3 separate regions of the Sus scrofa genome follow, and all the other regions are linked to region 3. The links are chromatin contacts, called in public HiChIP or PLAC-seq maps. All regions are on one chromosome and are shown on one strand. Each heading gives the region's core, a stretch centred on a gene start, on an enhancer-like site or on the middle of the called end of the contact. The rest is flanking DNA. Distances are from core to core; before and after follow the strand shown.

The links. HiChIP or PLAC-seq counts read pairs in DNA pulled down with a chosen protein or histone mark.
Region 1: an H3K27ac HiChIP or PLAC-seq map of alveolar macrophages shows a contact between it and region 3. The contact joins two enhancer-like sites. A contact is called at or near these places in 1 of 5 promoter capture datasets (liver) and 2 of 2 datasets of contacts at active chromatin or transcription factors (alveolar macrophages and skeletal muscle).
Region 2: a contact with region 3 is called in an H3K27ac HiChIP or PLAC-seq map of alveolar macrophages. The contact joins two enhancer-like sites. A contact is called at or near these places in 1 of 5 promoter capture datasets (skeletal muscle) and 1 of 2 datasets of contacts at active chromatin or transcription factors (alveolar macrophages).

The regions. Positions count from the first base shown.
Region 1 is chr10:68,574,844-68,577,947 of Sscrofa11.1, reverse strand. It overlaps LOC106505221 (a long non-coding RNA gene), which reads left to right. Exons shown (of 5, transcript XR_001299412.2): 4 at 1-704; 5 at 2,299-3,104. Among named protein-coding and RNA genes, the nearest start is that of GTPBP4, 10 kb to the right of the region's middle. Within about 2 kb of position 1,582, at least 13 of the 83 cell types and tissues checked have an H3K27ac peak or open chromatin away from gene starts, as enhancers often do. A contact at or near this core is called in alveolar macrophages, where this site is marked.
Region 2 is chr10:68,521,540-68,524,596 of Sscrofa11.1, reverse strand. The region is part of intron 1 of WDR37 (WD repeat domain 37); the gene reads left to right. Among named protein-coding and RNA genes, the nearest start is that of WDR37, 5.5 kb to the left of the region's middle. Within about 2 kb of position 1,661, at least 12 of the 83 cell types and tissues checked have an H3K27ac peak or open chromatin away from gene starts, as enhancers often do. A contact at or near this core is called in alveolar macrophages, where this site is marked.
Region 3 is chr10:68,457,221-68,460,447 of Sscrofa11.1, reverse strand. The region is part of intron 10 of ADARB2 (double-stranded RNA-specific editase B2); the gene reads right to left. It also overlaps a transcript of WDR37 not described here. Among named protein-coding and RNA genes, the nearest start is that of WDR37, 70 kb to the left of the region's middle. Within about 2 kb of position 1,582, at least 2 of the 83 cell types and tissues checked have an H3K27ac peak or open chromatin away from gene starts, as enhancers often do. A contact at or near this core is called in alveolar macrophages, where this site is marked.

The DNA of each region.
Region 1 (3,104 bases), core at 333-2,832, 120 kb before region 3:
TATCCGCACAGGGGAGGCTCCGGCTGGCCAAGCGGGTCCTCAGCGGGGGCTGCTCAGATCCTGGCCCTGGAGCCAGCCAGCTCCCAGACCCCTGGGGGCAAGGCCGGGCCCAGGCGGATCTCGGGACTCCAGCCCAACAGGCTGGGGGTGAAGGCCAAATGCCAGCCCTGGGCCGGAGCCAGAGTGCTGGGCGAGAAAAGCAGAGCTGAGGCCCGAGCTTCCCGAGACCAGGTCGGGGGTGGGGGTGCAGGTCCTGCGGGGAAGGGAAGTGCAGGAAGGCGGGGGGTTCCAGGCCTGGGCGCGGGGTGCAGGCCCTCCAGGGGAGGCAGTGCCTGGGTTAAACTCTTCTCTTTGATGGTATTGGACAGGCAGGTAGCTAACAGCTTGGTGAAGTGTTAAGAATAAGAGCAAGGGCTTCTTCACAGTCATTTAAAAGAACTATTTACTCTCAAAAAACAGACTTACATAAACTTCCAGGAGAAAGCCCAGAACACCGGGATTTGGAGGTAATTATTTATGACCTGTATCTTTAAAAAGTATTAATCTGTCAAAAAAATCAAAATGTGTCTACTGACACTTTAAAAACATGTGTCAAAATTGCTGTTTTTAAGCCATCTCGTGTTTCAGTTCTGATTCTGTTTTGGAAAAGGATGTTTAAGGAGCCACCACAGTGGCGGCTTTGGCGGAGACACACGTGGACACAGGTTTGTCAGCGGAGGGCAGATCCCTGCTGTGTCCACAGGCTCTGGGCACTTCCTGGGGGCGGGGCCAGCTGGGTGGGGGTGGGGTGGGGGAAGAAGTCGGGCTGCAGGCAGAGCAGGCCCGGCCACCAACTGGCCAGTGGCCCCTGGCTGCTCTCGGGGTTTCTGGCATCACCTGTGACCTCCCAGAAGTTCTAGTCCTCTCCTTGCATGTGTCCCTGGCCTGTCCCTGAGTCTGCCTGGGATCACACGGGGTCTGTGGCGGCTGCGTGTCCCCTGGGGTGCGTCCTGCTTCACCCTGTTGCCCGCGTCCTCACTCTGCTGGGGGCCTGAGCAGGAACAGGTGCGGGCCCTCTGTGCTGGGGATGAAGCTCGGGGATGACAAGACCAGAGCGGCACCGAGGCGGTCGTCAGTGACCGGGTACTGGGCAGACACCAGAAGGACAGCTGACCAGCAGCCGCGCTGCTCGCCCGTCACGTGACTGGTCACTGCGTTAGATGCCTCTTAAATGTTAGCAAATTGGTCAGTGGTGACCTCATCGCAAACTCAGGAAACAGTTTAAGTTTTGCTTATGATTTCCCGGGGCGTCAGCAAGCAGTGACCCCGGGCTAGTTAGTCTGACGAAACAAGCTCGATTAAGCTTTGCTGGTATGGCTAAACTGGTTTTGTCTGCTCAGGAAGTTTTCAGAGCAGAGCTGGTCTCTGTTGAGTTTTGATTCTAACAAGCTGCAAGCGGACCCTGGGTCCGGGGACACCCGTGGTGGGTGTGGCCTGTGTGTCTCAGTAGGAAAGCTGAGTGCCGCCCAGTCCACACCCTGCACAGGGCTGGTGCCCCCGCAAGCCTGTGCCCTGGAGGCAGCCGGTGGCGCAGTGGCTGCTTGCCCAAGACTGCGGTGCACTCTGCAACCGAGGATGTCTTCTGGGGCAGGAAGCCTCTGTCTGGGCACCCCGAGAGGCAACCACAGGGGTGTTGTGTCACTTGGGAGGCTCAGCCGGGCTCGGAAGCACCTCCCCTCCCCCACTGGCTCATCCCTAGTCATGAAGGGATGGACCCTGGAGACGGGCAGTCAGGTCCGAATTCCAGCTGAGTCTGACAAGCGAGACTGTCCACAACTGAAATAAATGCTTATTCTCATTCTCCCTTTTCAAAAAATTTTGGGCCACACCCACCACATGCAGCAATCTCAGGGCAGGCATCAAACCTGAGCCACAGCAGTGATGATGCCGGATCCTTCACTGCCAGGCCGCCAGGGGACTCCCCTTTTCCAATTACTACCAATTTAGAAAGCAGTTAATACACTGCCTGGCTCACAGTTGTTGCCTGAATGTAGTTGAATCCACTTATTCATTCGACTGGTACTGATTAAGCTGGATTACGGACAAGCGATGTCCAGCTGCCGACGACAAGCCAGGCCATGGGTTAACCGGGCCAGCAGTCACAGTGACTGCCCAGGGCAGCAGTACCAGACCAACCCCCTTTGGACAGAGACCTTTTGGTGGCTCCCAAGCAGGAGGGCAGGAAGCGGCCTGCTTCTCCTGACCACCCTCTGTTCTCTGTATCTCTGAGCTTGGCTTTTTGTTCTGTTCTGTTTTTAGATCCCACAAGTACGTGAGATCACACAGGGTTTGTCTTTCTCTGACTTCTGCCCTCAAGGTCCACTGCAGAGCTGGTCCTGAGCAGAGTGACGAGGGGGCAGCCCGGTTTCACCTGGCTGGAGAGAGGGGACTCCCAGGAATTGACCCTGAGCCTGGGGACCACTGCACCACGCGTCCCTTTCCTCTGCTGGAACCATAAGGCAGCGCCGAGCAGAACAACGACTGGTCCAGAGGACGGGAAGTGACCAGAGCTGGCGACACGGACACAGCCCAGCCATGCTTGCCTGCAGGGTTGACCTTGAGTGATGTTCCGCTTTCTTCCTCGTTCTCTTCTGTTTTTCCGTAGTAAATGCATGTGCTTCCTCTTCAGGGGAAGGAAATACTGCAAAAAAAAAGAAGCATCTCAGATGTGGGATCTTTAAGACGTGTGTTCTGCCTGTTGAGCAGGTGCTTGGGGTTTGCTGGACCGATGAAGTGTGGTCAGTTTCTGCAAGGGTCTGGACTTGTTTCCCGCAGCCCTGGCAGTGGCCGTGTGGTGGCTGAGCAGACAGAACCAACGCCCGTGGGTGTTTGGCCAGCTGGCCCTGGCCTCCCACTAGGCCGTCAAAGACGCCTTCTGGAACTGGCGGCCACCTTGGCCCACTCGTTATCCAGCAGGATAATAAATGCAGACAGCAGAGCAAGTAAGGCTTCCTGAGGTCCCACCTGGGGGCCCTGTCCAAGGGACTCTGTCCTGGGGGGTCTGTCACGCTCACTGCCCCCCCCCCACAGGCATCTCTGGTTGATACTCAGCTGCTGCCCCTGCT
Region 2 (3,057 bases), core at 412-2,911, 64 kb before region 3:
CCTGACCACCAAAGGCAGGGTGGGGAATAGACTTTGACCTTGACCAGCTGTGTTCAGATGAACTGTGCCGGGTGGTATCAGAGAGGCCTGGTGAGGACCTGGGGTTGTCATCATCTCTGCTGGGGGGGTGATAGAGAATAGCCCCTCCTCCTGTTGGGGTGGCTTCTGAAGAAACTTAGGAGAGAGCCAGGATCTGCCCACCCCTGGTTGCAGCGAGGTCTCGTAGGTGCAGTCACAAGGCCCCGGGTCAGTCTGGTGGTTGGAGTAGAGGCTAAGGGAGAGGCTGAACTCTAACCTCACTGGGTCGTGCCAAGGAGGACGTCCCCCAGGGTCAGCGGAGGCTGAGTGGGGAGCCCGGCCTCCATCTGCACCTTGTACGCCTCCCGCGCAGAGAGAAGGCAGCGCCTTCTCGGCCTGCCGGGCAGTGTCAGAGCAGCCTGCTGTGAAAGAAGACCTGCATCAGGTCCAGGTCTGACGACACACCCGGCGCTTGCGTCTCCCAGGCTGACGGGCACGTCGCCCCTGGACTCGGAATAGGCGCTTGGCGGACACATCAGAATGATGGCGATGTTGGAATTACTTGACAAGGATTTTAAAGCGGGCAAAGATTTCTTCAGAGAGCAGATACTAACACTTGCAGCAAATGAAAAACAGAAACTCTCAGGAGGAAGTACAGGATATGAAGAAGAAACAAATGGAAATTCTAGAACGGAAAAGTACTATAAGTGAGCTTAGGATTGGCTCAGTGTCTGAATGGAGAGGACAGAAGGCAGGAGGCGGTGAACTTGAGGATGAAGCAGTAGAAATTACCCAGTCCGAATCCCAGAGAAAGTAGACTGGAAAAAAGGAAATGGAACTTCCGGGATCTGTGAGAGTTTAACAAGAGACCCATCCTTCTTTGGCGTTCTCTGGTGGCCCAGCAGGCTGAGGATCTGGCTCCATCCTTGCTGTGACTCCAGTCTCTGTTGCGGCTTGGGTTCAATTCCTGGCCCAGGAACTTCCACATGCCGTGGGTGTGGCCAAGAAAACAAAACAAAACAGACATCATTCTTGTCATCAGAGCCCCCAAAGAGAGGAGAGAAACAGTAGGGCTGAAAATATGTTTGAATAAATAACTAGCTGAATGTTTCCCAAATTCGGCAAGCCATAAACCTACAGAATCAAAAAGCTAAGTGAAACCTAAGCAAGATAAACTCAAAGAAGGCCATGCTCCACATCGTAGTCACAGTCAAGCTTCCGAGAACTAAAGATGAAAAAGCAGCGAGAGAGAAATGTCCCCTTTGCTTTGTTTAGGGCTGCACTGCGGCACATGGAAGTCCCCGGCTAGGGAGTTGGATCCGAGCTGTAGTGGCTGCCCTGCACCACAGCTCCCAGCAACACTGGGTCCTTAACCCATTGAGTGAGGCCAGGGATCAAACCTGAGTCCTCATGGATACTGGTCAGGTTCATTGCTGCTGAGCCATAGTGGGAGTCCAGGAAATGTCCCTTTAACGGAGTGGATTTCTCATCGCAAACTGCAGAGGTCAGAAGGAGGTAACACACTTTGCCACTGTGGAAGGAAACAGCATCAACTCAGAATTCTCTGTCGAGTGGGAAACATCCTGCGCGTGGTTTGTTGATAGCAGAACGTCCCTAAAGTAATAGAGGAAGTTCTGTAAACAGGAAATGGTGCGAGGAATGTGGGAACGCCAGGAAGGAGGAACATACAGTGGAGAGAACAAATACCTTGTGAGTGCCGTCCCTGTTCCTCTGAGGTGTGTCTGCAGGTTGAAGCGTAACCGTCGGGTGCGGCTCGCAGCGGGGGCTCGCAGAGGAGAACGCGGGAGGGCGGAGGGGGAAAGGGTGGGTCGCACACCTTCCCGTGAACTAGTAGAGTGGCGGGGCGTGGACCCCCTTGTGGAAAGATAACGATAACCTAGGGTAGCCACTAGGAAGCTTATGCAGAAGAGAGAAACTTAAAAAACTGACATAAATCAAAATGAAATTAAAAAAAAATGTTCAAATAACTTAGAAGGCAGAAGAAAGAAGCACAAGGGGTTCCCTTAATCTGCTGTGGCTCAGGATTCGGTGTTGTCACTGCTGTGGTGAGGGTTTGATCCCTGGCCTGAGAACAGCCACATGCTCTAGGCATGGCCAGAAGGAACAAAAACAAAAAGAAAATGGGAACAAACTGAATGAATTATGCACCACGCCCAAGTGGGATTTATTCTGTAGATGCACGGTTAGATCAACATTTGAGAATCATCAGGGTAATTGTCCTGTTAGGAAGCTAGGAAGGAAAAGCTGTGTGATCGTATTAAGTGACGCAGAAAAAGTATGACTGACTTTAGCACTCGTGAAACTCTCAGAACATGAACATGGAGGGAGACTTTCTCAAGCGATAAAACAGTATTTACATCAGAACTGACAGCTAGCATCATACTCAGTGGTAAAGACTGAGTATTTTTACTTTGAGATCAGAATAAAGCAATTTGCTGATACTTCTGATTCAGCATAGTACTGGAATTTATTTCCAAATTAGTAAGATAGAAGAGGAAATAAAGGCATAAAGGTCAGGAAGAAGAAGCTGTCCTTTTTTTAGGTGACAGTAGTCTACAAAGGAAATACAAAGGATCTACCAAAACTCCCAATATTAATAAATAGGTTCAACAAGAATGTGGGATACAAGCTTCATACACAAAATCAATTGCATTTTTGTTGTTTTGGGCATTCAGACGTTCCCAGGCCAGGGATCAAACCTGCGCCACAGCAGCAACCAGAGCCACAGCAGTGACAGCGCTGGATCCTTCACCCACGGTGCCTTCAGGGAATTCCTCAATTGTATTTTTTTTTTTTTTTTGACTCAATTACTTTCTTATATACTACCGATTAACATTTGGAAACAAATAAAAATACAGTATTTAAAATTTCTTAAAAAAAAAAAACCTTTGGTGTAGTTTGAGAACATAGGTAGAACTTTTATGTGACAACTGAAAAGCTGAGGAAAGAAATCAAAGGCGGTCTAAACCGACATGCGGTTCACAGACCAGAGGGCTCAGCCCGTGAAAATGCTGCCAT
Region 3 (3,227 bases), core at 333-2,832:
TCTAACTTGTAGTGGGACCATCTTGGTCTCAACTCACAAGTGGAGATAATGTCAAGCTGCATTTACCTGGGGTTGAAACCCAGTACCGACTTGCTTTCTGCGTGCACTGCAGCTTCGATCCTGCCTGTTTCCTGAAACTGCCCTGAAAACTCTTCCCCAAGATCTGCCTGCCACCCTCTTCTGCTTCCACCTGTCCTTCCTGCAGGATGTGGCTTGGATGTTACCCTCTCCGTAAGAGCCTTCCTGACCCTCTAATTTAGAGTTAGGGTCACTTTTTAGTCCCTGTTGGCTTTATTTTTCTGTAAAGCATTTGCATTTTGTCTATCTCTCCTTCTATTAGAATGTACACACCTTGGGGTATGGATTTTCAAATATTTTGTTCACTGCTTTCTTCCCAGTGCAGAATTGTGCCTGGCACATCAAAAGTGATCAATACATATTTGCTAAGTGATTAAATGAGTGCCCGGATTATGGTCAAGTTCTTAATGTTTGGATAAATTAAAATCATAGACAACAGGAGTATTTTACTTGAAAGGCAAAATTCTCAGGAGCAGTATATTTAAGTTTGGTGTTCAATCCTTTTATGAAACAATTCTTTAAAATCATGATTTCCTTAAAATCATGGTGGAAATTAAATAAAAACTAATACCCAAAAATTTTAAAAGAACTCCCCAGAAAACTAAAACAAGATTTCCCCATAGTTTAAGATTTATCGTAGGCTCTGGTCCATCTGATTGCTTAGGGAGAGCTATGCTAGTGTATGGAAACGTCTGATTAAATAGTTCTTTGTTGAATCAAACCTTTTCCATCTTCGTGCAAAGATATTAGGGTTATTTTATTTTAGGTTATTCTAGAAAGACCTACAATGATTGTGTTTTCTGTGAAGAATTCCTGCAGGAGCACAGGAGGATAAATTCCTCCCTCCAGGACAAAGCTGCCTGCTCAGGTATTTTTTTGATCCAGTGAGCTGTATCCTAAACATTTACACAAAAGTTATGGTTTATAATGTACTTGTGTTTTTGGTCACTTAAAAATAATATTACAAATTATGTTGCATCTGCATAAAAGAAAGCCATTGCTGCTACCCACTGGGTTGTTTTGCAGGATACTATTTTTTTTGGTCTGCCTCCACGGCACGTGGAAGTTTCTGGGCCAAGGATAGAACCTGTGCCACAGCAGTGACCCAAGCTGCTGCAGCAACAGTGCCAGATCCTTAACCTGCTGCACTGCAAGGGAACTCCTGCAGGATACTATTAATGATAATTAATTTCAGGAATTTCCCCTGAACAAAAGAGGCCTGACTCCATGTCAGTTCTATGGCTGAGTGTGACCGTGTTTTGGAAACTTTAACTGGCACAACGATGAGGACGAAAACGGCACAGTCGTCCCCGCTCTGCCCCCCTTGCGGAGATGCGTGCAGAATGCAGCGCCTGTGGTTTGGGGCAGAATTCACAGGCTGCTGCTGGACACTTCAATAAACATCCAGCTTCCTTCTGGCAAAGTCAGTTGCTTAGGCAACATGGAGGTCTGAAAAAAGGCTCCTAAAACGCCAGCTTGTCATTTTTACTATTTCAGGACGTTATGTGAAGCAAGACAACTGTCATTCTTCCCTGTCTGTCGCCAGTCCTGTGGTTTTCGTCACATGAACACCCATCAGGACTGGCAAACAGCCCGTGGCGCTGACACCCGTGCCCTCTGGCCTGTCTCCGACGCCGTCTTCCTTGCCCAGACCCGACCTCGTGAGGTTTGTCTTCAGTGTGGACTGGGGCGGTCAGCACTGAGAAACACCTGAGAAATGCCGTTAACGCGACCAAGAAGGTCTGTCTCGGCCAGGTCGCCTCCTTTGCTGTGAGTCTTTTCCTGAGGAAGGAAAATGAGAATGGAGGCTTGGGGTCGAGGGATCAGGTGAAGCCAGGCCCCTAGTCTCACAGAACAGCCAGGTCACTTTCTAGTTCACTGGTGTTTCTCTAACACGCTGAGTGTTCCGAGCAGGTCTTTGTCGGTTGCCACTGTCGCCTTTTTTTTACCTACGGAAAACCCTGAGCGAAGACGGGAGGTGGTTCCTTTGCGGAAGGAGGAAGGAGCCCTTGTGGGTCTGCCGTGCAGGGTTCACGCAGCCGGACTTGGCCCCGCACCTGGGTTCCGTCTGCGGGTTCAGCTGGCCTGTGTAGACTGTTTCAGGCACATCTTAGAACACCGTCCTGGAACCGTGTCCGTAGGGGTGTCTTTTCCAGCGGGGCTGCCCCCGTGAACCCGGCCTTCCGCGCGGCAGGATCCTGCACCGTGCGGGCCGCTCCCTCTGGGCTGTTGTGCGAGCTGCCCTCCAAGGGCCTGAGCAGGTCCATGCGCTGCTCACCTCCACCCCTCTCAGTCCTACTCTCGCTTCTTTTTTTGGCTGTGCCCCTGCCATGCGGAAGTTCCCGGGCCAGGGATCGAACCCATGCCACAGCAGCGACCGTGCCAGATCCTTAACCCGCTGTGCCACGAGGGACTCCCCTGCTTGCTCTTCTGTTGCAGGAAAGCCTTATGATTTCCTTTTAAAATCTGCATGGTGGGTTTTTAAATGCCCTTCGAGGGCTACCCAGTTGGTGCCTGCAGGCGAGACTGAGGTGTAGGCCTGTTTGCAAATCTATGTGGCAGCGAAACCCGTGGTCAAACAGGTGTCCAAGTGTAGACAGACAGATGCAGTCGTGGGGGTGCCGACATCACTGGGGGCGTGGGGGGCAGGTGCTTTGCCGTTATGTCAGACCCATCAATGACTTCGGGTAGCTCTGATTTTCTGTAATTGAGTTTTTAAACAATTCCTGCTTTTACACTTACAATTCAAAATTCCTATTTTAGTCTATGTTTATATGTTCCCAGTTGAACATGTATATTAAAAAGAGCATTGAGGAGTTTCCTGGTGGCTCAGTGGGTTAAGGATCTGGCATTGTCACGGCAGTGGCTCGGGTTGCTGCTGTGGTGCGGGTTTGATCCCTGGCCTGGGAACTTTTTCATGTCATGGGAATGGCTAAAAAAACCAGCATCGAGGGATTCCTGTTGTGGCGCAGTAGAAACAAATTCGACTAGTATCCGTGAGGTTGCGGGTTTGATCCCTGGCTTTGCTCAGTGGGTTGGGGGGCCGGCATTGCCCTGAGCTGTGGTGTAGGTCGCAGACGTGGCTTGGATCTGGCATCGCTGTGGCTGTGCTGTAGGCCAGGAGCTGTAGCTCTGATTCAACCCCTAGG